Regions from separate parts of the Muntiacus reevesi genome. Here region 1 is linked to region 2. Evidence: chromatin contacts called from public Hi-C data. All regions are on one chromosome and are shown on one strand. Each heading gives the region's core, a stretch centred on a gene start, on an enhancer-like site or on the middle of the called end of the contact. The rest is flanking DNA. Distances are from core to core; before and after follow the strand shown.

Evidence for each region. Hi-C and Micro-C count contacts between places; a contact is called where the count stands out from the background.
Region 1: a contact with region 2 is called in a Hi-C map of muscle, with 4 times the contacts expected there. The contact joins the promoter of LOC136157209 here to the promoter of ZNF248 in region 2. A contact is called at or near these places in 2 of 3 Hi-C or Micro-C datasets (blood and muscle).

The regions. Positions count from the first base shown.
Region 1 is chr2:81,338,716-81,344,199 of mMunRee1.1, forward strand. LOC136157209 (ral guanine nucleotide dissociation stimulator-like) reads left to right here and starts at 3,267. Exons shown (of 7, transcript XM_065919200.1): 1 at 3,267-3,417. The coding sequence starts at 3,267. ZNF25 (zinc finger protein 25) reads right to left here and starts at 3,465. Exons shown (of 6, transcript XM_065922239.1): 1 at 2,769-3,465; 2 at 1,050-1,162. The coding sequence starts at 1,064.
Region 2 is chr2:81,211,273-81,216,363 of mMunRee1.1, forward strand. It overlaps ZNF248 (zinc finger protein 248), which reads right to left and starts at 1,944. Exons shown (of 6, transcript XM_065922232.1): 1 at 1,286-1,944.

The sequences.
Region 1 (5,484 bases), core at 2,017-4,516, 130 kb after region 2:
ATACTGCTCAAATACTGACACATTTTATTAATATTAATATTAAAAATCACATTAATTAATACTCTTATTAATCTCATCAGAAAAGTCTTTAAGTATTAGCATTTGTTAACTTTGCAAGTTTTCCAACATTCTGATTTTCACTTGAAAGCACTTTTAATGTTAGCAACAAATACAAACAGGTATTTTCCATCAACTGACAGGCTCACTTCACTCATTTTTGAGAAAATGTGTGAATACCATAGTTTGTCAGTTGTTCTTTCACATAAAAACGGTATTTCATGAAGAAAAGTGGCTAGGTGAGCTCACAAATCAATCACTTTAAGTGCTTTTCCTCAAGACAACCAACCATCATATACCAGTATGCAGCAAATTTATGAACTTTCCATTTCACCCCACTGAGTAAGAAAAAGATGTGTACTCAAAGGTCAAGATTTAATAAATTAATAATTTTTACTATTTCATCAGACACCCTTAAGTAAAGGTGGCAATATTTTTTTTAACTATGCACATATTGTGGAGGAATACAATGTCACGGTTGTTATCATCCTGATTTATGCCAGACAGGCAGCTGTGCTTTTACACTATCAATGCTAATTTCATCAATGTAAAAGGCAATTTGTATCCTGGTATGTTTTGAGGGGCTTCCCTTGTGGCTCAGATGGTAAAGAATCTGCCTGCACTGTGGGAGATATGGGTTCAAATCCCTGGGTTGGAGAAAATCCCCTGGAAAAGGATATGGCAAATTGCTCCACTATTCTTGCCTCGAAAATTCCATGGACAGAGGAGTATGGCGGGCTACAGACCACGGGGTCACAGAGTCAGGGACAACTGAGCACACACGTTACGTTTTGACTTCACAGACTCACTGAAAGGGTCTTGGGATTCCCAGAACACACCTTGTAACTGTTGTTGTATTCAAAGAATATTTTCCCCAAAGGTGATTTTTAATGATTTCCACTTTTCTAATTTAATATATGGGCTCTCTTTCATAAAACTCACTGAAAACATATACAGAGTGAAATAAAGAAAGAGGTAAATAAATGACTCACCCTGTACTTGTTCATTTTCTGCTGCTAATGGAAACTATAGAAACTATGAAGTCAGGATTGGGAAAGTTGAAAGACAGAAGTCCTAAGAGACCTTATCTTGAAGTCAGGATCACCTGTGAGAAATTTACATACAACATTTTAGTAGAAGATAAACCTCTGGGAAAATGTCCCTTTGAGCCATGAGAAGCAATAAGAAGGACCACGATAAAGGAGTACCCACCTGTCCACTGGTGACTCATATAATCTTGATGAATCTGGACATTTTTTAATCTAAACATGTTTTTCCTGTTGGCTGTTTATGTGTCCATTACTAAATAATACAAACAATTGAAAACTTATATGTCCAATAATAGCAGATTAGTTAATCAAGGTATATAATATATATCCAGGGTATGGAATCCTATACTGGCATTACAATGTTTGTAAAGAGAAATATCTATTAATATGGAAAAGCTTTAAGTTACATATCATAACAATTTTGCCTATTAATATTATAAACCCCACAACGTTAGAAAGTCTTCAAAGCTCTCAAAAATAGGATGTTTCTTCTTCCTAAATTTCATTTTCTCCAAAATCACTTTTTCAAAAACTTTGTTTTGACTACAAATGGTATAGTGACAGGGAGGCGCGCTGTCAGCTCCAGCTCTATGCTAAGCTCTATGAATAAACCTAGTCACGATCTTAGTTCTATGCTTTTATCTTTAACATGAGAAGGAATTAGGTAATTTTAAACAATCATGTACTATTCTAAGTCTGTAAATCTTCAATTCAACACCACAGATACAATAGAACCGGGGAATGCACTGTCCCCTCCAACCTTGGACTGGGGCCTAGAGCAAACAAAGTGCAGATAGGCCTTGATGAATTCTGACACGGCCATCTAATCTGTTCACAGTGACACAAATTTAGCTTCTAAAATAACAATTTGGCACCATAACCCCCAAGCAGGCACGTCATGTAGGGAGCAAAAGCTAACTAGATGCCATAATGTGAGGTCCCTCCCATATGCAGAGGACACCACTTCCAGCTGCCCTGGTACTTACAAAACGCCTACTTACTAAGTCTAGTGCACCATCCAATCAGAGGCCTTATGATATCACCTTCATTATGTGGAGCATGGATGAAATCGCAATTTACATCTTTTTAAAAAGTCTGTCCCATTTCCGACCTGGCTTGGATACGATTCTTATCTTCTCCAGTAAAACTTAAAATTCAGGGTTTCAACTATGGTTTAAATTTACATATCTAACAGTCATCTGAGAATACACAGGTCAGAGAATGCAGAAGGGCCTTTTACCCAGGAGTTTTAAGGAAAACAGAATACTGGAAAGTAAGATTAGATCCACGACACGCTGGTGGTGCTCAGGGACAATCACTGTATTAAATAAAACTTTAGGGTGGGAAACTGCATGAATACAAAGTAAAACAAATCAGAATTTAAATCCCACCTGCTAATGACGGCTAAGCCAGCTTCTCTTTCTGAACCCTTAGTACCTGTATTTATTAAATGGAGGTGGTTAATACCGATTCAAAGGATGCTTATTATTAAATGAGCCAATAATGAAAAGAACAGCATAATGAGAAAAGCAGCTCACCTTTATTGAAGCCTTATCATACTTCATATACACTACCCTATTGAATACAAGAAACGACCCTAAAGGCTATTGTACTCTTACAGATGAGTACCCGGGTTCTACCCAGATTAACCTGCGCATTTACCGGCGGGCTCTGGAGCTGAGCCCAGATCCGTCTGGTTTCACAGCGCCACGTCCCCAGCAGCCAGCGCCGCCCACGCGCCGGCGCGGACGTGACTGGCTTGGGATCCACGTCACAATCAGCCGTTCTCGCGCGCGCCCCAGGCCTCCTCCAGCCACCCCTTCCACGCAGGTCGAGAAACGCGGCTCCTGAGGAGGAACGGGGCTGCAGACAACCGTCCCTCCGCCAGGCCCCTTGCCTGGCCTCCTCCCCAGGCCTCCTCCAAGGGCAGTCCGGCGCGCAGAGGGGGGCGGCCGTCGGCTGCCAGAGTACCCGACTTGGCGCAGCCGCGGAAACCGGCTTCCCCCCAACCCGGCCTAGCGCCTGCAGCCAGGCCTCCGACACACCTGCAGGGGCTCGGCCTCCGCTCCTGGCCCGCGCAGGTTTCAGGCCCGCCCTCTGCGGCGCCCAGCGGACCCGGAGGCTCTTGAGTCCTCTCCCCCCGGGGGCGTGAGGTGGACAATGGCGACTACTGAAAGGAGGTGGAATTGCTCATGCGCGGAAGGCTTCTGCGCCCCACTCGGGAATTGCGCTTCCACTTTGGGTGACGTCACGAGAATCGGCTTCTTCCCGCGATCTGAGCTGGTCCTTTCTTTACTCGCGGTGGCCGCGGGTTAGAGGGGCCATCCCCAGTGTGCGATTGGAAAACAGGAAACTACCGTGAGGTAGTGCGATGAATAGCGATAGTAATATTTAAAGATAGTACTCGAAGCTAGGGGGATGAACAATGCGTAGTAAATGGTGTCAAGTTTTCTCACTTTTATCTTTCATCCTAAATTCACATGGTAATTGGGGTGGCCATCTCTATTAGTAAATTGCTTTTATCCAGATGAAAAGTTAAGCTTCTTGTATGTCTGTGACAAATAAGTAGCTACAACTTGTAAGCGAAGGGCCTGGGAGTTAACCAGAGACGGGGGAGATAGGGTGCTATCTTCCTTGATGTTTGTTTACATTTCAAAGACATTGTTCCGAGGCCTTTTAAAAAAGGTATTCCTGGGTGGCAAAACTAACAAGAGGTTTGTTTGCTTTTTAAAAAGATTTGCATGCATCTCAAAGGGACAGAAAAAGGATTGCAATTACAAGTTTTAACAAGGAAATGCTCCAAGAAAAGAGGGGAAGAAAATCTTTCCCCCCTTTTGAACCAGGGAAAATTCAATTTTTTAATATTTGTATTTACTCTTACAGGAAACTCTATAAAACTTAATTTCAGTCAAATGACAATTCTTTTTCTAAGAGTTTGGTTTTGTTTTCTTTGACAAGTAATTTTAAACTTCACCAGAAAATGCATAATCTCAAAAGAATAGGTACGAAATTGTATTGGAAATGCATATTATTGTAAACATAATTTAAAATTTGGTGCTGGCTTCAAAGGAAAATAGAAACAGATCCAAATACATAAGAATTGAGTATATGTTAAAATTGTTATTTAAAACTGGAAATAGTTTGGAATATTCAGTTAATGATTTGAGAAAATAAGGTTAATATGGTACATGAATTCAGCATGTAAAGTTAAAAGGCAAACCATCAATTACTTAGAATATAAATAAGAAGTTTTAAAGGACATAATTTGATATAGTATGAAACAAAAAGCAGAAACAGCAAAGAATATAACAAGGTGAAATCACAGACTGAGAAAGTATATTGAATGATTATGAGACACAGATTTAACCCTCGTGGATAAACTACTCACAAATTAATTGAAAGATGAGCATCCAATATGCAATAAAAATAGAAAAAGAATATCCTGTTGCAGATTTTCATACAATCTACAATGCAGGGAACTGCCAGATGCTTCAGTATTCTATTTACTATTGCAAATATATATAGAGAGAGACAGTTAAATTATGACAAGCCCTTTACTTTAAGATACATTACAAATCCAATTTCAAAGTTGTTAAAATATGACAAAAAGCATGTCTTAGAAACACTGAAATGTAATCGTAAGAAAGTACAATTAGTTACTATGTATATGAAAACTTTGTTATATTACCGGACATCAAGGAAATCTTAAAATGAACATGAAACACTATTTTGTCTACAGGTTTCAAGTTTCATTCCTTTTAGAAATTACCACCTTAAGTAAAAACCCACATAGAAATTTCCCCAATTTTATTTTCTTCATACTATTTACCCCAGTGATTTCTCCTTGACAGGTCCCAGGAAATGATGGTAGAGTAAATTTGTAGAATGATGCTATTTATGTGGCCATTTTATGGTCAGCAATTTTGGTGTCTCTTCAGAGCACTTGAGTTTCTCTGCATTTCTCCAGTATCTAGATCTTCTTAAACTATGTTTTGTGCCTAGTCAGTGAGTTTGGCCCAAGTTTACTGAAAACCCCAGCTTCATATTTTAGAAGTCAATAAATTCCAAGATAAGTGGCAGTTTGAAGTCATTGGTGAAGACTTTAGATAAAGTGAACTTTTGCTTTGGGCTCAGGTACCAACTGCACACCACAGGACTGAAACTACTCTTTTGAAACAAGGAGGAGGACCACCTAGGAGACATCACCCTGATCTGACACCTTTCACCAAACTATATGAAAGTGTGCATCGTATAATTGTAGTAACAGATGAATTACCAGGAAAAAAAAAAGGTGAAGATAACCATATAAACACCAAGAATTCAAACAAAATATTATCAACATCTAAAGTCCCTCCTAAGGGACCTCTCTCTATTACCA
Region 2 (5,091 bases), core at 694-3,193:
CCTAACAAAATGACAAAATGGGCTGTGGCCCAGGAATCTGCAGACCTGACTTTCAATTGTGATTCTGTCACTAACAAGCTGCATGATCTGAGCCAGTCATCTTCTCGGGCTCATTTCTTTTTGCATCTTTCAATAAGAAACTGACAACCCAAAAAGGACCTGTTTGCACTACCATTCTGTATGTCTGAGGCAACGGGGAGCAGGAACCTCAGCATTTCTCTGGATGCCATCAACAACGGAACACTGCTTGAGGGCGGCTGACCTCAGCGAAGAGTGAATTAGGAGAATTAGGAAAGGAAGAGGTGTTAGGGACGGATAACGACAGAATTTTAACTATGGATGGTAAGCCTCTCAACCCCAAACATGGCTTCACAAATCTCTAAAGAGGTGACATTTCCTGTGTAGCCTGTGTGCCCACCCCGCTCATCTCCAGCTCACCTCTCTCTTCTTAAATTTGTCTCAGACCTTCCACCATCACACAGCCTTCGATGGCTTCAGGACACCGTGTCATGATTATATACAACAAATAACAAATGAAGATATAACAAATAAAAACTTAGGATCTGAGTAATGTTAACAGAGCCAAGAAAAGGCTTTGGTGGCTAGGTGATCCAGCCCCTTCCAATCCACTTCACAAACGACTTAACTGAGGGGTCCAAGCTCCAGCTGCCTATACAGAACAAACACTAACAGCAGCTGACAAAACGTGGGCGCTCAAAACAACCCAAAGAGGCAAGCACTCTAGAGGTCTGCATTTTACAGATAAGAAAACCAAGTCTCTAGGCGGCAATTTGGTCCAGGAAATTCATTTATTCCTGGGCCCTGCGGGAGACAATGGTCTTCTCCTACAGCCTCCCGGCTCCCTGTAAGCGCGGCGCAGGAGAGACGCATACGTCACTACGTGAAGTGCGCAAAAACAAGTCGCACAGGCGCAATCGCTCTTCCCCGCACCTCCTACCCGCCCCCCACCCCCGTGGGCCCAGCGCACACTTCACGCACGCGCACTCCCCACCCGCGGCCACAGGACAGCGCCTCCCGCTCCGCTGAGGGGCGGAACACCTGCAGACCGAGTGAGCCTGAGAGGCCGCGTTCCCACACGGAACTCTGGCCCCTTAAGGCAGAAGCGCACTCGCCTGCCGTCCCTTCAGTTCTGCAGATGCTGTAGGCTCCCGCGGTCGCGCAGTGTTCGCGGGGCTCCAACCCACCACCCGACACCGCTGCCTCGGCCGGTTCTCCCAGCCGCGCGGAGCCCGCTCGGCCCTTGCCCCCACCCTCCGGGGCTCACCCGCAGCTCCCTCGCCCGTGGACCTGGAGGCCAGGGATTGTTTCCCACGAGGGGCTGGAGGCCGCGGAAGGACGAGCCAGGAGGAGAAGGCGGGGATGCACATGCGCAGAGGGAGGGAGCGGCGCGGCGCGGCGTGGCGCGGTAGCAGCGACCTGGATCTTAGCTCCTGGTAGTTTGCGTTGGAAAAGTGGCCGTACCTTTAGAAGCATGCCTCACTCATACATTTTAAAAGTAAGCTAATAGTAGTGCAGTACCTAACTAACGGTTTTTTATGAAGATTTGGGATGTTTGTCTTGTAAAAGCACTTAGGATGAGTTCCGGCACAGAAATTGTTCAGTATGTTTCTTAAGATTATCTTTCAAACTGTACACCATGCCCACTCTAGAAGTAAGCTGGAGAGTTTCTGCCTTGTTGACTGAACTGAGAGGTTACTATCTGTTATACTCATTCCTGCTACCTGAACCCTGGATTCTGTCCGTGTCCCACAGATGTACGTCAAAGCAGTGTGCATTTTTGACTAGACGCATCAAGAAAAGTGGTACACTTAATTATATTTATGAACGTGAACAGATGTTATTTTAGTTTTGGTAAACTTATTTTCTGGCAGTTTAGACAGCAAATTTATGTAAACTAAAATGATACCTGTGAGCAGCATAGTCGTTCTCTAGAATGAGGAAAAAAGCGACCTAGCAGTTCATTATTAATAAAAATTGTTCATATATGCGAAACTGTTCATATTCAAACTTAAGGAAGAAAGCACTTTCTCATCTCTCCAAACCAACTATGTTTTCCCTGGAACCAAATATATATTATTTTATGTGGGCATTCTCATGATATTTTTAACACACTATAATCATAAGAGCCTGTTAGTTGATGATGAACTTTTCATAAAAGAATATGTAGTTAACTCTTTCTGGTCAACGTTATTTAAAATTTTTTAATAACTAAGCTGCTCTGATTGGTCCCATATACTCTTCACCCAGTTTCCCTTAATTGTTAACATTTTGCAAAACCGTGGTACATCTAGCAAAACTAAGAAAGTGATATGGGTACAATTCTAATGAAACTACAGAGTTTATTCGTTTTTCCATTAATGCGCTTTTTACTGAGCTAGGATTCAATCCAGGATACCACAGTACGTTTAGTCATCACATCTGTTTGGTCTCATCCAATCTATAATAGTTTCTGGTCTTTCTTTGTCTATTATTACCTTCAGATTTGTGAAGAATAGTGATCACATATTTTGAAGAGTGTCCCTGAATTTAAGTTTGTCTGATATTTTCTCCTGATTGGACTAAGGTTTTAAATTTTTAGAAATATCACAGAGAGGATGTGTCTTTTATATATATGAGGGGACACACGATTATCAACATAACTTATATTACCCTTGGTTACTTCGTTAAGGTCAAGTCTGACAAGTTTCTCCAGTATCGTTAGGATTTTTCACTTTCCAATCTATGCTTAGAAGTCCAGTGTAGACACTGGTTATGAAGTCCAGTGCACTCAGCAGGGGGCAGTAATAAGCTGCATCTCAAATTTAGGGTGATATTTTTAAACTGCCACATTTAGTAGTGAATTTGGGTTGAGAACCTTTGAGGTTATGCAGATATACTCTTTCTACTTAGAGTTTTGGCCACTACTTTTATCTTTCATATGTGGATCTTGCATGCAACAGTTATTACTGTGGTATTCCAATTGGTGATTTAAGATTTCACCTCTTTCTTCTTTATTAATTGGAAATCTTCTATAAGGGAAGATTTTCATTCCCTAAATTTGTTTATAACATCATTTATTTATATCAATATGGATATTTGTTTTATTCCCAACTGTTGGAGGAGTGTGTAATTTTCTCAGTTCTGTCTCAATGTAAAGATTTGAAATGGTGGATCAGTGTTACAGCTTTGTTACAGTCCAGTTTTCTTTGGGGAGCAAAGGGTAGTACATCCTAGAGGTGTGAAGACAGGCTGACCCAAAAAGGAGAGAGGCTCAATCTTGGCTCCTGTTTTTATAAAAATGTTTTGTCTCCTCTCCCTGAGTCTGTCCTATATAAATTGGGCTAGCCAGGAGGTCTGTTTGTTTTACCTGTGGTGCTCAGTCTGGTCCTCGGATTTTCTTTTGTTCCATTTTCACGAGCTTTTTCCTTTCTTTGTCTTTTAGCCACTGTCATTTTGGACTCTTTTTTCCTATTCTACCTACCTAACAATCCCCCCTCAAGAGATGGGAGGCCCAATTCTTTGGGAATAGGGGCATCAAGGTCTTTCTGGCTACTTCCTGCTGAGCTGGGATGACGAGGGGCATTGGGCCTCCCTCTCTTGCTAATCTCAAACCTCAGAGTCCTTATAGCAGTGTCCATCTAAGGGTGAGTGATATTTTCTGTGGTTGGCTGTAGTTTTCTATATCCTTGTTGAACTGGCTTTGCATGTTGTAGCTTGTTGACCTGGGCAGATAAAATAGGTTAGGCAATTGCTAATACATGGAGCAATCATAAGCAGCATTAATATGGTGATAACATGGGTTAGTAGGGGCATTAGCCAACTCCAAATTCCCCTTTGCCAGGAGAAGGATCCCCCAAGGAGAGATTGTAGCCACCCTGAGGACTTTTCAGCTCGTTATTTTGAGATCCTGTAGGATCTGAATGTTTTTCTTGAGGACTGTGAGACTTTCTTTAACTTGGCTGGAGGTATTTACCCAGCAACAACACATCTCACTCAAGATGACTCAAATCCCTCCTTGTTTAGGGATCAGGAAATCTATCTCCTGTCTGTTTTGGAGTACAACCTCTGCCAAGCTATGTTGGCTCTTTAGAGCTATCCTGAGAAATTTTATTCCTGGAAACTTAAATTGAGCATGTTCATTAGAATGACACTCACTTGTAGTCCTGGATAGGTATCTGAGGTTTCCCAGGGGCTGACAGGTGTACTGAGTGCCCTCTTCTGTTTTCTTCTACAGCTTGACTCATGAGTAGTGAATCCAAGAGTTGTGCCCTGGTACCTTGTCTGCTGTGGGGGTAGAAAGTATTACAGGGTAGGGGCCCTTCCATGTGGGCTGGAGTTGAGCCTTTGGGGACCCATCTTTCCAGACTTTAATTAGGACTTGAGGCCCTGGAGCATATAGTGTTGGCTCTTTAGAATCTTTTGGGTCCAGGTTGACATCCCACAAGGGTATTTCTTGTTGGAATTGCCCAGTGGCCATGGTGTAAGACCAGAGGGTCTGAGCCTCTGCATTAGGAAGAGGTCATTGATATAAACAAAATGTCTCCCATATAGCATCCCATAAGGACTAAGATCAAGCTGTTCCTTAGGGGCAATATGGGTGTGGAGGAGAGCTATGGGTAAAGCCTCCTTCCATCCAAGGGAAGTCTCCTGGGTTATCTTTGTTATCAGTGATTTTAAGAATTGGTTGGCTCTTTCTACTTTTCCTGAAGACTGAGGCCTCTAGGCACAATGGAGGTAATAAGTAATACCCAATGCTTAAGAGACTCCTTGGGTGACCTTAGAAGTAAATGATGTCCTATTGTCACTTTGCAATGACCTGGGCAGACCAAATCTCGGAATGATTTCTTGGAGCAGTTTTTTTTTTGTTTGTTTGTTTGTTTGTTTGTTTTACTACTTCCTCAGCCTTCTCAGTCCAGGTGGGAAAACCTTCAATCCACTCTGTGAATGTGTCTATCATGACTAGAAGGTATTTATACTCTTGAGAAACTGGCATCTGGGTGAAGTCCATCTACCAGTCCTCTCCTGGGTATGTCCCACGCTCTTGGACAGGCTGGGCCAACTGGAGTCTTCTAGCTCCTTGGAGTTTAATTG